2 separate regions of the Rattus norvegicus genome follow, and region 2 is linked to region 1. A link is a contact called in public Hi-C data. All regions are on one chromosome and are shown on one strand. Each heading gives the region's core, a stretch centred on a gene start, on an enhancer-like site or on the middle of the called end of the contact. The rest is flanking DNA. Distances are from core to core; before and after follow the strand shown. Region 1 holds the start of Pum3 (pumilio RNA-binding family member 3). Region 2 holds the start of Rfx3 (regulatory factor X3).

Evidence for each region. A called contact is a pair of places that touch in the nucleus more often than the background predicts.
Region 2: a contact with region 1 is called in a Hi-C map of liver, with 4 times the contacts expected there. The contact joins the promoter of Rfx3 here to the promoter of Pum3 in region 1. A contact is called at or near these places in 3 of 12 Hi-C or Micro-C datasets (liver, mammary epithelial cells and psoas muscle).

Annotation. Positions count from the first base shown.
Region 1 is chr1:234,523,498-234,530,378 of GRCr8, reverse strand. Pum3 (pumilio RNA-binding family member 3) reads left to right here and starts at 2,767. Exons shown (of 18, transcript NM_001025036.1): 1 at 2,767-2,800; 2 at 5,531-5,622; 3 at 6,602-6,820. The coding sequence starts at 5,541. LOC102555808 (a long non-coding RNA gene) reads right to left here and starts at 2,393. Exons shown (of 5, transcript XR_010063222.1): 1 at 2,260-2,393.
Region 2 is chr1:235,119,412-235,126,292 of GRCr8, reverse strand. It overlaps Rfx3 (regulatory factor X3), which reads left to right and starts at 3,871. Exons shown (of 18, transcript NM_001395594.1): 1 at 3,871-3,919.

The DNA.
Region 1 (6,881 bases), core at 1,518-4,017:
TTATCATGTGTGTACTTGCAATGTGGAAGTCAGAGGATAAGTTGGGTTCAAGGGATTAACTTCATGTCTATTCTCAGGCTTGGAGCAAGCACCTTCACCTGCTGATCTATCTTAAAAGAACTCTGTGTGTGCATGTGTGCGTGTGTGTGTGTGTGTGTGTGTGTTGCATATGCACTGTGTGTTTGAGAAAAGCAAAAGGGCCAACAAGCCAGAGATCTTGACAGCTTCCATTATTAGTCAAGAAAGTAGGCAGAATCCATAACATGTAGAGCCCAGGGCATGGTGAGTTGGGGAGGAGTCTTCAAAGAAAACAAAGTCCAGGTAATTCAATTTGGGATTGGGCTGCTAATAGGGAGATACAAAAAAGAAGAAGGAAAAGTTACAGTCAGTTGTAATTCAGAAAGTAGGAAGGCAGAGTAGAGAGTGCCTGTAAGCAACTGCCTTGTGAGTGAAACTTCGAGAACATTAAGTGCCTGTTTCATTGAGGAGACAATTATGCCTCCCTTCTTAACATGACTTTAAGTTAATATATTTTGTAAAGTTTCTAGAACAGATAGATTTCTGAGGTGCATTTCCTGACCAGATGTTTGACAGGAAGATTTGGATTAACTGGAGAGTCTAATATGTTTTTGTAATTTTATATTTTGATCCGTTTAGAATATATGTGTCTCCACCCAGCAGCAGAGGTATGACTTGGGTCTCTCTCCCCGCCCCCCCCTTTTTTTTTCATAAAAAATACTGAAGACCTTTTTAAAATTAAAGTAAAACAAAATAATAAAGTAGCCATACTTTATCAGGGTATTTATAGCTTTTCCTTAATGCGTCACAATAAAGTCCTGCAACTCCATCCCTTTCATGTAATATTTATGGAATTTGTTTTCATAAGCCTCTTGTAACTGTGTAACATTAAATATTAAGGGGCAGTTGTGATACGCACTTCACATGGCACTTCTAAAAAGGACCCACTGTGGTATTTTCCACTTTCTTAAAATAGGTATGGTTGGCCAGTTACAGCAACTCAAGCTCCAGGGATGGCTTTTTTTTCCATGGCCGCCCTTTGTAAATTTTGTATACTTAGTAAACCTTCAAGGCACAAAATGGCCAGTCCCTGGCCTCAGGAGCTCCAGCAGCAAGAGTGAAAAAGCTAAAACAGCTGTTAACTGCCTTTCCATTTCTTCAAGGCAGAAAAGCGCCCAGATCCTGCCCCATGGTCCCTTGACTTTCCTAATGGTCATTTTCTAATGGCTGCAATAGCCATTCGTAACCCTGAGGTGGGAAAGTGGCCAGGCCCCACCGTATAAGAAAAAAAAAATCCAGACCACCCTGGAAAGTCCCCCCTCCTCAAAAACCCGATATAGTCCCCCATCCTCCAATTCTGCCCAGTTCTCTGTTGCTTTTCATCCAGGCAGAGGCAGCTACCCTCCCTAGCTTTTCCCTTCAAATTAATCCCTTGCCTGAGGTTTGTTGTGCAGTATGACTCTGTGGTATTCCTTGGCTCCTGACAGCCAGGATATCTTTTGGAGCAGAACTGTCACAGGGGAAATTTTCTCCGAGTCAGAGCAAAGCAGCAACACTAGCATCGGGGAAACTTTCCCAGCAGCTGGAGCAGAACTTCTGTAGGGGAAACCTTTCCCTACCGAGCTTCAACACTTACAGGTGTGTTACCAGAGACACAAGAGGCAGGGTCCACCTGGAATTATAGTCTGTAAGCTTATTTGCGAACGATCTAACAAATTGTCAAGTGTTCTTACAATAAAGATCCAGGAGAAAGAAAGGCAGGGGCAGGAGCCAGAACCATAAGCCAAGGGACTGCTGAAGATACACGGGAAGTTCACCCACTCCTTGGGGCTTCAAATGGGGTCCCGCTCAACCAACATCTACATTTCAGAACTGTTAGGTAATAAGGTTCTGTTGTTTGGCATGACGTGGGGTCCCGCTCAACCAACATCTACATTTCAGAACTGTTAGGTAATAAGGTTCTGTTGTTTGGCATGACGTGGGGTCCCCTGAAACTGAGTTTACAGTAAGTTGCCATGTAGGTGCTGGGAATTGAACCCAGGTCGTCTCCAAGAACAGAAAACAGCTTAGCCACGTCTACAGTCTCAAATATCAAGTTAACTACGTCTATTGCTTCCTCGGTAAAATGGAGTAATACCTTAAATATATATCCTGAAGTGGAAAAATGGGGAAATGTATGCCCAAACACGAGCCGACGTTAAAACACGCCATTTACGGAGAGAGCTTTTCACATTAACTTACTGTGCTTGGTTCTTTACACGAATGGTTCCCGAGGGATCTAATTTATCCAGAGAGTCACAGCTAGGGTGGGAAATGAGGGAGACATAGGAGTAGGTAAGCAAGATTACAATAGAACACACTCGGGGACAGCTTTTATCCTCCAGACTAAACTAACGAAAAAAGACGCGAACGAGCACACAGACAAGCGAACAGTCCAAACGCTAGCCCGGATTGCAGACTTAAGTCCTTCGGAAACCCGGCAGCCCTCGCGAGAACCGGCGTCGTTCCCAGAAATCTGCAGGCTCAAGCGTCACTTTCCCGAGCCACTGACTCGCCTTCCACCTGACGGATCCCCTCAAGGGCCAAAACTCACGTAGTCCTCTCGCGTATAGGGGCGAAAATGGACCAATAGAAACTACGGATTTCGTGTTTCCTAAGCTCCACCCCTTGACCCCAGCACCAGGACGGGACAATACAACCGAGGATCCGGGGCGGGGCGGAACGCGGAAGCGGAAGCGGCGGTGGGTAGCGGAACTCCGTGAGCTTCTTCCCCACGTGTGCGGTGAGTGTTGTGGAGAGTTTGATGCGGGATGTGCGGGGCTAGTTTCCGCCGATCGCTGTGGAGCAGGGGGCTCTGCGGGGTAGTGGGCGAGCGGCATCTACAGACCCACCCCCGGGATGGTCTGCCTGGCCGCTTCGATGGCTCCGAGTTGGAGGAACCCTGGCGAGGGCAGGGGTTAAACCCTCTCTATTGATTATTGTAGAGCTAGAGGAACTAGTTCTGTGGGTCACAGTCACCCCGCCCGTCCCTTGACAGACCTTGTGCATAGGAGCAGTGCAGGGAAAGCTGAAGAAGGGACCCATAAGCCGAGACCTAAAGCGTGATAGGAGGCAAGAGTATTTTAAACAGAGGCGGTGAGCTGTCCCGGAGTTGGGAGTTGGGAGTACGGCGCTAACTAGATAAAGAGGAGGGTAGAACTTCGGAGCCGTGGTGTCGAGTTTCTTTATTTCTGTGTAATGGGAAGCATTTTTCTTTGTGTCCCTATGCATATAAAACATTGAAGGATTATTAGAAAAAAATTGGAGGTTCACGGTAGGCCTCGATTCTCTTAAAGAAAAATGTACTTAATTTGCAAGTTCGGCAAGGAGACTTTTGATTTGCATTGAGTGTTGGTAGTAGAAACAGGTAACTTGAAGGGGATTACAAGATATAACTTACTGATGGGTACAAGGTGACTGGCAAAGAAGTAAAAGTCAGGAGCAGTGTTCCAGTTTTCTCTCTGCGGAGTGGAGTAGATGATGCCCCATTGGCTACAGCAAGATTAGGCAGGGAGAGAAAGATGGCAGTGTGTGGTGGAAATGCAGAGCGTTATGATTCAGACATGACGTATAAGATGCCAGTTATATGCATAATCAAAAGGTGTTGAGGACTCATTGCTGTAGGTGTAGGACGTTGTCTTGGGGTCTGAAAACACCCTTGTCCCAAGGCTCCACCTAATTTGCTTTTCTTGCTCTTGGGTTAGCCATTAATTTGATAGTGAAGTAACTTGGCAAATGGTCATGAGGGTTAACATCATGACTGCCACATACCTTTGTCACTGTGAGAACAGCACCGCTCTGCTATCATGTGTCACCCTCTCCCCGACCCAAGCATAACTTCAATCTAATAATAAAAATCCCCAAAGGGAACATAACCTGTAAAAACGGAGGAGGTATGATGGCTACATCTTGGATAGAAAGAGGACAGGAATGAGAAAATTGATTTCCAAATAAACCTTGTGTTACACTAGTGTCATTTCGAAAGTGTCTTATTAAGTTGCCAATGGGGAAGCTGAGTAACAGATCTATAGGCTCTTTATCTTTTTAAATCTAATGTAAGTAAATAAAGGTAGCCCTTGAAACCTACATTTGAGGGCCATTGGCACAGTTGCTTAGCATGTGGTATTTACATGAAACCTACATGCAGAAATGTAAACATCTCTTTTCAAGTGATAACATGACTGTAAAATCGAGATGCCCAGCAGGGAGCAGTTCCTGTGCTGGAATTAGAGAGATGTACCCTGTGTGTACACTGCTGGGTATCAGACCCACAGCATTTTCCAGAGTGTTTCCTGGAGAAATTGGTTCTGCTAGGTTTGGGAAGTCTTGTATGTTTCAGTCTTTGCATTGGGTAGTTCATGGTAGCAAATTAAAGAATTTGAAAGACCTTTCTTTACTTGCTGACTATTACTATTTGATTTATTGTTTTTCAAATACATTTTAACCTGGAACCTTGGAAAAGAAAGTTGGCTTTTCTTTTTTCTTATGTATGTATGTATGTATGTATGTATGTATGTATGTATGTATGTATGTATGTTCGTTCCTAAGACGTTTCAGGGTCCTGAGGAATCAATCCTGTTTTGTTTTGAGTTTTGCAACAGTATCTCATGATGGAGCCCAGACTGGACTCTAGTTTATGTTGCCTAGAGTATCCTGCCTCAGTCTAGGTGCTAGGTTGACACAACTGTGTGTCATCACATCCAACAAGAAATTAATTCTTGAGTGGAAGTTTCTAATCTGTAAACATTGTCCAAGAATTCTTGCAGGTGACTCTTGAGGTCATTTAGAGATGGGAGAGCATGTAACTCTGGGAACTGTAGACAGGAGCCTGGCGATGCTTGCCTTTTGTCCACATGTGTTCTGCTTCTTGCAGAGTTTGTAAGTTGGTGGAAGGTGTCTGTTACCTGTGCTCAATGAAGGTCACTGTACCCAACAAATGGCATGAGATCCCTTGGAATAAAATATTACATAGCTCAGTGTGACTTAGAGGTCAGCAAGTCATTTGGCTACCTCTAAAGCAGTTGGCCAATAACCTTTGTTTTAGCTTTCTTGTGTGTTAAATTAAATTGCAATATGTGCGAAGTACAGCTTATTGCCGGTTGTTGCTTTGTACTGAGATGCCGAGAAGTCCAGTGGCAAGGTTTCTATTACTCAACTCCAAGGCTTCCCAGGTTAAAAGCTGCAGACACGGTGGTCTATGTTTAGCCAGTGCTGTTGCTTAAGTGTTGCCTCCAGGTGTGTCGAACACTAGCCGGGGTGTGCATGTCATGGGCTCTTGCTGGGTCTTTTTTGCCCTCAGTTTTAAGTCTTAGAGGTAACTGTATACTTGGTAGACTTGAGAGCATCTGGGCGCAGCTTGGATGCTTTCTCCTGCATCTGAACTAAGGACTAAACACTGCACCAACTACTTATTGACTCTTATTGGATGAGCAATTCAGTGATTTCTCTGTGGCTTTTGGCTTTTGTTTTTCAGAAGTACTGTGATGGAAGTCAAAGGGAAGAAAAAAATTACAGGAAAGAGTCCACAGACATCACAAGGAAAGAATAAATTTCATAAAAACAGTGGTAAGAGGGCCTTGCCCCAGTGTGCTTCCCTTCTGGTGATTACTTAGATGGGGGACGGGAGGGGAATTATAGTAGGTGCTGCTCTGTTCATGGGCTGGGGTTACAGTCAACGTGGTAAAAAGAGGCCACTGCTACTGTCCACAAGTCAACCTGTTCGTCGTGGAACTTCTATGAGATTACCAGAATAATTGAGGCATTTTTTATTTCTAAAAGATCTTTTGTGTCAGTGGTTGAGTGGCCTCATTCATTCGCTGTGCAGTTCATTTTAATATTGATGTGTTAGAGCTGGCTAATACCAGCCTTTACCTTCTGACGTCTGAATGGTGATGCCTCTGGAGTTCCATCAGGTGTCAGTATTGCAGAGTAGAAACATCCAGGCCTATAGCGATAACTGCTCCCTAAGCAGTCTTATGATTCCCTCACAATGGTCTTAAGTTAGCTATTGTTGTTGGCATCCTGTTTGTTGGGTATATGTAAACTTTGGATCAAAAATTTTAACCAGATAATCTTATTATAGACTTTAAGATTTTTCCCAAATTAGACCATTTCAGAAATACAGTCTAGCTTACTTTTATGATATACTTTCTTCAGTGATACTCATTTTGTTCTTAGACTCTTATTTTGTAGAACCACGGATTGAGATTTTCGTGTAAATACTGATGATAGAGCCAGTAACCTCTAGCATATGCAGAAATAGCTAACAATATCTGTTGTTGCTAGGAGGTAAATTATAGTTTATTATGAGCTCCTCTACTTTCTGGGGCTTACATCACAGTTTTATACAGTTTTATAATCAGAAAGTTTTTATTTTGATTTGATTATTTAAATACGAATCTTTCCAAAAGGGTTAATGCGTAATTGAGAGCAAGGCAGTCTGTTGCAGTACAGAGCATGTCATTCTGTGCGGCATGCAGTTGAGTAGATGCCGACGATTTAGGCTCAGAGTCCGTGAACTAACACGTATTCCTTGTACTGCTAGAGTCTAGTTCTGCAAAGGCATTCCCAAGGAAAGCTGCTAAGGAAGGCGGGCCTAAAGTCACATCTAAGAACTTTGAGAAAGGTGCCACAAAACCTGGCAAGAAGCGTGTGAAGCAGTTCAAGAACAAGCCACAAGGGGGCAAAGGACCGAAGGACAAATTCCAGAAGGCAAATAAATTCAACAAGAAGCGGAAATTCCAGCCAGATGGGAAAAGTGATGGTAAGCTGGTTCACAGAGGCATTGCAAAAGCCTCCCCATGCCGAGTGGTGACTGAGCCAAG
Region 2 (6,881 bases), core at 2,622-5,121, 590 kb before region 1:
CTTGTGTTGAACACACTGACGCTGGGACGTATTCATGTTGTTGGTACATCGACAGTCTTTTTGACTCTTCGGTTACACCATGTGACTATCACAATTTGCTTATGCATCCTTTAGCTGATAGACATCTGACATTTGGATTGTTTCCAGGTATTTGGGTTTAATGGTGCAAACACTGTAATTGATGTTCTGAATTCATTGAAACGCTGTATGCATACATACTTTTACTTTGGTCTTGGGCAATGGTGGTCAATTGATGATTCTACTATCATCTTTATGCCCTGGGGCGAGAGTCTAATTTCAAGAAATACTTATATAATAGACAGATGTCAGGATGGCTGAATAATCATTCAATTTGTCGTACTTAATGAAAACACAGTTAGAAAGACAAATTTAGGAAAACACTTTTTCTCAGAATCAAAGCATGCTTTCAGCGGGGCACTCCAGAGGAGAGTTAGAAGGTGTCTAAATACCTTTGACCTCTCTTGTCACTGTTAGTATTTATTACATATCCACAGAGTCCCAGGTCCAGAGACGTCACTTAGCAATCTAGACTCAGTAGCACTGTGGACACCATAAGCACTTAGGAAAAAGTAGCAGAAAGGAAAACTTCATTTCACATATAAGAACAAGATTGGATTTTGTGTTTCAACTGAAGAAAACAGGTAATCTAATGGAAGATTTAAAAACAGGTGCAATTCCTGCTTTGTTAAGATCCACTACTCGTTTAATGGTAAGCTGCTATAGCATGCATTTTCAAAACTCATCTACATTTTTTTGAAGCAACATCACGGGAATGTCAGTATTTTATCTCTGCATATACATTTTTCTTTCTTTTAACACTGATATTAGAATTCTTTATTAGTTCTTAAATATGTGGTAGGTGCCCATACGAGGAAATATCCTAACAGATGATGTTGGAAATGTACCCTTTTTACCCTTAATTTATATGTAGGTAATCAGGGCTTCTTTTTTTCAAGTGGTTTAGACACAAATGTGTTCACCCATGTCTCTCCCAATCACTACATTACAGTGGAAACAGTGTTCAAAGAAAACAATTAAAATTCACAGAATGACAGAGCATTGTACAAATATCTATGTCGACATCACTTTTGGAATACAGCAGAAAGCCGTTGCATTGATAGTTTTCTGCATTGTCAAGGAATGTAAAATACCTTTCTAGAATGCAGATTATATTTTTCATTGTAAAAAGCAATAGATGTTAAGACCCTGCTGTGTGTTTCCTAAGACTCCCTAAAAAGTTATTTCTGTAATACATGTATGATGCATATGAAGACACAACCACACAGCTTTAAAAATGAGTTGAAAAGAGTTCCTGTCAGAACCACTGAGTAGCAAACAGATTTGATGTATGTATGCATATATATAATCTATCACATTTTTAATTCTATTGCTTGCATTGTAGCTTGTTTTTTTGAATTAGTATAATGCAAACACTGAAATGTATATATTAATCTTCCTAGAAGATATACCTTCAATTGTCATAAAAGGGAAAATATCCTGACTTTGTAAGAATTCATGCAAAGAGAGTATAAAAAGACGGTACCAGAGGCTGGGAATAAAGAAGTCTCTAGATTGCTTGAAACTGACTTTACAACGTTCTAAGCGCAAAGGTCACACTTTTCCTAAAGGACACTGCCTCAAAGTATCTATTTATACCCTTGAGACAGTTTTGCACAAGCTTCATTATGTGGTTTCCTTTCGTGCAGATTAAAAGCAGTAAATTAAAAGGGTGGGGAGGATAATAGAACTATGGTCACTGACAGTGGCAAGGAGCAACAGCTGACAGGGGGGGTGGGGTGGGGGGTGAGGGGACAGGGATCCTAAGCAGACAATAGGGCTGCAACCGAAAAGCTCTTCAGAGCCTTGAGGTATCAGCCAGCAGTCCCAAATGTTTTTCTAGGGCTTGATCAGTAAATGTTGCAAAAGGAATATTCCAAATTTGAAGAGTTTTAACTGCTGTTGGTTACTACGGTGTCATTTTTGTCTACTACAGCGACCTGTTTTAACTTTAGGCCCGGACTTGTTTCTTTTACACTTGACTACTGTTATTATAATTTACAATCAAGAATAGAACTCATTGTGGCTACGAAACTATCAAAGCTTACAATTGTTAAATCTATTGTTCTAATAGTTGATTCCTAAAATGCCTTTTACCTAGCATTTTTGTGGCACAGAGAGGCAAGATAAAATGACGGCTTGTTTTCCTTAAAATGAGAATATTATGTATCCAATAGAACAGGTGTCAGGATTAAATGAGATAATGTATGTAAAACACTTAGCACAAGGTCTGGGGCACAGAAAGAGAGCTCAGTCTTATTTTAACAGTGAACTCATGCTGGCCCAAATCCCTTATTTGCAGGTGCAAAAATTAAGCCTCAAGAGGAGAACTGACTTCTTAAGGCTCTACTTCCAGTATGTTATTGTCTTGGATAAGCTGCTTAGCTGCAAATGTTGGAGATTTTGGGTATTGGCGGGCCCGGGGGCACGTGCCTGCTGGACTCCAGTATGAGGAGAATTGGACGAATATGCTTGAACCATAAGGTATTAGAAGCTGTGCCTTATCAACCCGAGTTTGAGGTGCCAGGTTGTGTGCTAATAATGTTCTTCATGGACGGAAGCCATTCCGGTGTCAAAAACAGCTCAAGAACTAGCTACCCCAGGCTGTTAAGAAACCGATCCCAGTTAATAGGGCAATGGGTCTAGCTGGAATCCATCCGGTCAACTCTAAAGGGATAGAGCACCTTAAGGACCTACACCAAGGGCTACTCTGGAAGGTCTAACCCACCCCTATATGGGCCCTCATCCTCGGAAAGCACAAATTCCCTTTCCATTGGCACTTCCTCCCGGTCCTCCAGGGTGATAACTTTGCCTCTCGGTACCGCAGGGAGGTAGCTGCCACGCCGAGCGAGATGGGTCACGGTTCGCGCGCCCGGGCTCTCGCTCCCTAAGATGGCGGCGGAGGCACCGCTCACACCCCGCCGCCCGCGCTCGCGGACCCGCGGCCTCAGGAGGCGCGAGAAAGCGGACCGTGGAGGGGAGAGCACGGCCGAGGCCCTGGAGGCCCGCGCCGGCCGCAGAGAGTCTGGGAAAGGGATCACCCGCGAGGGATAAACGACCGGGGAACACCACTAGCGATCGCCGAGAGGGAGGAAAAAAGTCCCGAGAGGGGCGGGGGGAAGAGAGGAGAGGGAGGGGAGGAGCTCATCACATCCGGGACATTAGCCGGATCCGCCCAGGAAATGACGTATATTCAGGGGGTGGAGCCCGCTCTTCAAAGTGGGGTCTGCCTCCGCAGTAGCGCGCGTCTCACACAGTGTTGGGTCCGTCATCACTCCCCCTCCCCTGGCTTCGCGGTTTTCCTCTCGCGGCTGCGGGGCTTCTGGGCACAGAGCTGGCGGCAGAGGCAGGCGGGGCTCATTTCACGGAAAGTAGCCCTGGCCTCTAAGCCCTCAGCTTCCCCGGCGTCCGCAGTACGGTTCCTCAAGGCAGACTCGCACTGACCCCGGGCCCGCCAAGTCTAAGCGCACCTCGGGGAACCGACGTCGGAATCCCGACCGCAGCCCCCGCCCGGGCTCCGAGCTGTCAGTCACGGCGCCGAACCCGCTTCTTCCGGCGCTCTCGGGCCCGCCCTCTCCCCTCCTCCCTCCCCCGCCCCTCCCCGCGCGAGTGTCTCCCTCTCCCTCGCTCCCTCTCTCTCTCCCTCTCTCTCTCTTTTGTGAGTTATAGCAACCGTTGCCTTGTGAATCAAGCGCCATAGTCACCGTAGTCCTGGCGACTGTTACCCATCAACAACAACTACTCCTCTCCTCCTCCTCTTCCTCCTCCTCCTCCTCCTCCTCCTCCCCACCACCACCATCTCCATCACCCACCAACAACACCACAATAATCCACAGCCAAGGTGAATATTCTTCGGTCTCTACATGTGTGTGGGAGCGTGTGTGTCTGTGCGTGTGTTCGTGTGTGCGAGCGAGCGTGGCTGTGCGGGGTCTCCCTCCTGACACCGGCTGCGGCCGCTTGAGGGGCTCGGTCCCCGGGGCTTGTTTACAATGGACCCGCGCGCGGCGGGCTTGGGGGTGTGGGCGCCGCGCGCCTGCCCGCCCGGCCTCGGCGCTCGGGGATGGAGCGGGAGCCGGGGCTGCGGGGCGAGCCGGCTAGAAAGCCGCCGCTGTCCGTCGCGGGTGTTGGAGCGTCCCCCCAGGTCCGCGGGCGCTCAGGAGGAGGGGCAGGTGGAGAGAAGGGGCTCGCTTTCTCCCTCTCTTCTTTCTTTAATTCGTCGCTTTGCAAAGCTGCCTGGTGGCTGCTGCTTTCCAAATCGAAATAGACAGCAATGAGCGGGGGGATCCCCAAAAGGTGCTGCGCTGTGCTGGTTGTTGTTCACTTGCCGGGCCTTGTTGGGGTTTTGTTATTTTTATCCTGGTACCTCGGCGAACTTTTCCCGAAGCCCGCTCCCTTCGTTTCGGCCCCTCTGTGCCTGCTGCTAAACGGACTGCACTTATTTGATCATCACTGGCCTCACGAGATTCTTTTTTTCTTTTAAAACTGTATTTTTCTTTGTGCTGCAAACAGTCTTAATATCCATTCAGCAGTCTTCTCCCCCCTGCCCCCCTTTGTACACACACTGAAACCAGGGGGCCTCTGCTGCTCTGAGAGATTTTTTTTTTTAAGTCTGTTTCTCTGTCTCTCTTCTCTCCTTCCCTCTCTTGTCTCTCCTCTGTCTCCTCTCCCTCTCCCCCCTCCCCTTTTCGGCGTGTGTGTGTGTGTGTGTGTGTGTGTGTGTGTGTGTGTGTGTGTGCGCGCTTGTGATTTAAACCGGATGCAGGGCATCTGTGCTACTTCGGTTAGTGGCTACTGACAGCGCTTTATCCTTCTTGTGGAGATGGGAGGGGTAGTCCTGAGGTTCTGTTTCACTTTGATGCACCTCCCTCCCCACAGGAGAGTGTTAACAATTTTCATTGTGGTTTAGACTTTGTCTGTGATGAACAGGAAAAGGACATAAGGAAGCTTTGTGAGAACTCAGTTCACAACGCTATTTGTGACAGTTATGGTACTTTGAGAGTTTTTTTTTTTTTTCCTCCCATCTTCATCTCTTCCTTTCCCTTGGAGAGTTGAAATTGAAGTCAAGTTGTTCATAAAGAATGTATGAAGCTTCTCAACTTGAAACGTGTGTATATTTCACTTTCTTTGTGGCTGTTAAGATCTAGGCATGTGTGTACTTAACATATTCTTTTTGTTGACTTTTTGGTTTTCTTTGGACAATGATTTAAATCTTTTCAGAAGAAAAAGAAAAAAAAACTTCCTTTTAAAGTGTTTCTTTAGAGAAAATAGTTGGCCTTGTAGATTTTAATACCAGCTCTGAAGTAGTATCTTCTTGATTAGCGCTAACCTGGAATTACAGATCCTTTAATTTTGCTCATTTTCAGCATAATAATTAATAGGTTATCAGAAAAAAATTGATAATGATCGTGAGCTAAAACAAATAAATGTACTATTGTAGTGGCACATTGAAATTTCCAATTCAGATTTTAAAGTGCTTATTTAAATAATCTTTCCAACAGCAAACATTTATTGATTTAACTGACAGAGCAGCCTGTGAATAATGTGACAGTATTAATTATTCTTGAGATCGTCAATGGAGAGGTTGGGTAATTATAATGCCATTAAGGCTCATATTTTGTAAAATAAGTAAGAGTTGGGGGATTGGAAAACCTTACTTTTCAATTCATTTCCGTATGATTGTTATTTTTAAATGAAGCTGATATTTGATTCTGAAAGAAGTCTGTCTGGATCTCTCAGAATTCTTTTTAGTTATTCATCCATTCCTGACCTGTCTTCAGTGCACATCTCAAATACTAACTTTTCTTTTTCTTTTTCCTTTTCACCTTTTTTCTTTTTCTTTTTTTTTCCCCTTTTGTTCAGATGAGTGTCAAATGCCTGAACACTTTTGGTGGTAAAGCTCCTGGGTCTGAAGTTAAAAGGAGTTCTGTTGTTTTGGGATAGTTTCTAGGTCTTATGGCATTCACATATGTTTTAGCTGAGTAGATTGTATGTGCTAAAATGTCTTTGCTTAATATTTTTATTTGTAGTGTCCAAGAGTGTTTGAGTCATTTCATTCATCAAGCATGTTTAGTTTAGTTTTTTTCCATTCACAAGTTGATTTGAAATCAAATGTAGCATTTGATTATGTTAAATAGCCTGTCCATTTAAAACAAATCTTTGTGTTCTAAGAGTTGATATTAAAGATACTTTAAAATAAAGTAGTTCTATGGATGGATTAACTTAGAGTTATAACAGTTTATCTTTAAAATTTAATACAAAGTTAAATACCATTTAGCTCGACTTTTTTTCTGTGATATTTTTCCTAGGAGGGACTGTAATGTGGGCTGACATTTTTTGTTTCCAGTGTTTTAGAGTAACAGAAATCTGTGAATGTAATCGTGCTTTGAAATTAAACATGTAAAATACTGTTTAAGTAGCTGAATATTTGTGATTCAGAGCATTCCAGGGTGCCTATCTGTCTTTTTGAATTATACACAATATACAATATACCCGTATACAATAGAATTGTCTATTACACAATTCTATTAAACTGTATGGAGAAGAGGCATAGTAGATTTATATGTGTATAAGAAATTAATGCATGCCTAGAGTTTTTCCATCATCTCACAGTGCTCTCATGGCATGAGATATGTATGCCTAGTAAAACATTGCATTATTTATCCAATATTCAAATAATCTTGTATCCTGTGGAGATATACACAGGTTTATAGCTTATAAGTTAGATGGTGAGAAATTCTTTAACTTTAAACAATCTTTATAAAAATTTACAAGTTAATTGAGGAACTTTTTAAGAATTGAAAAGT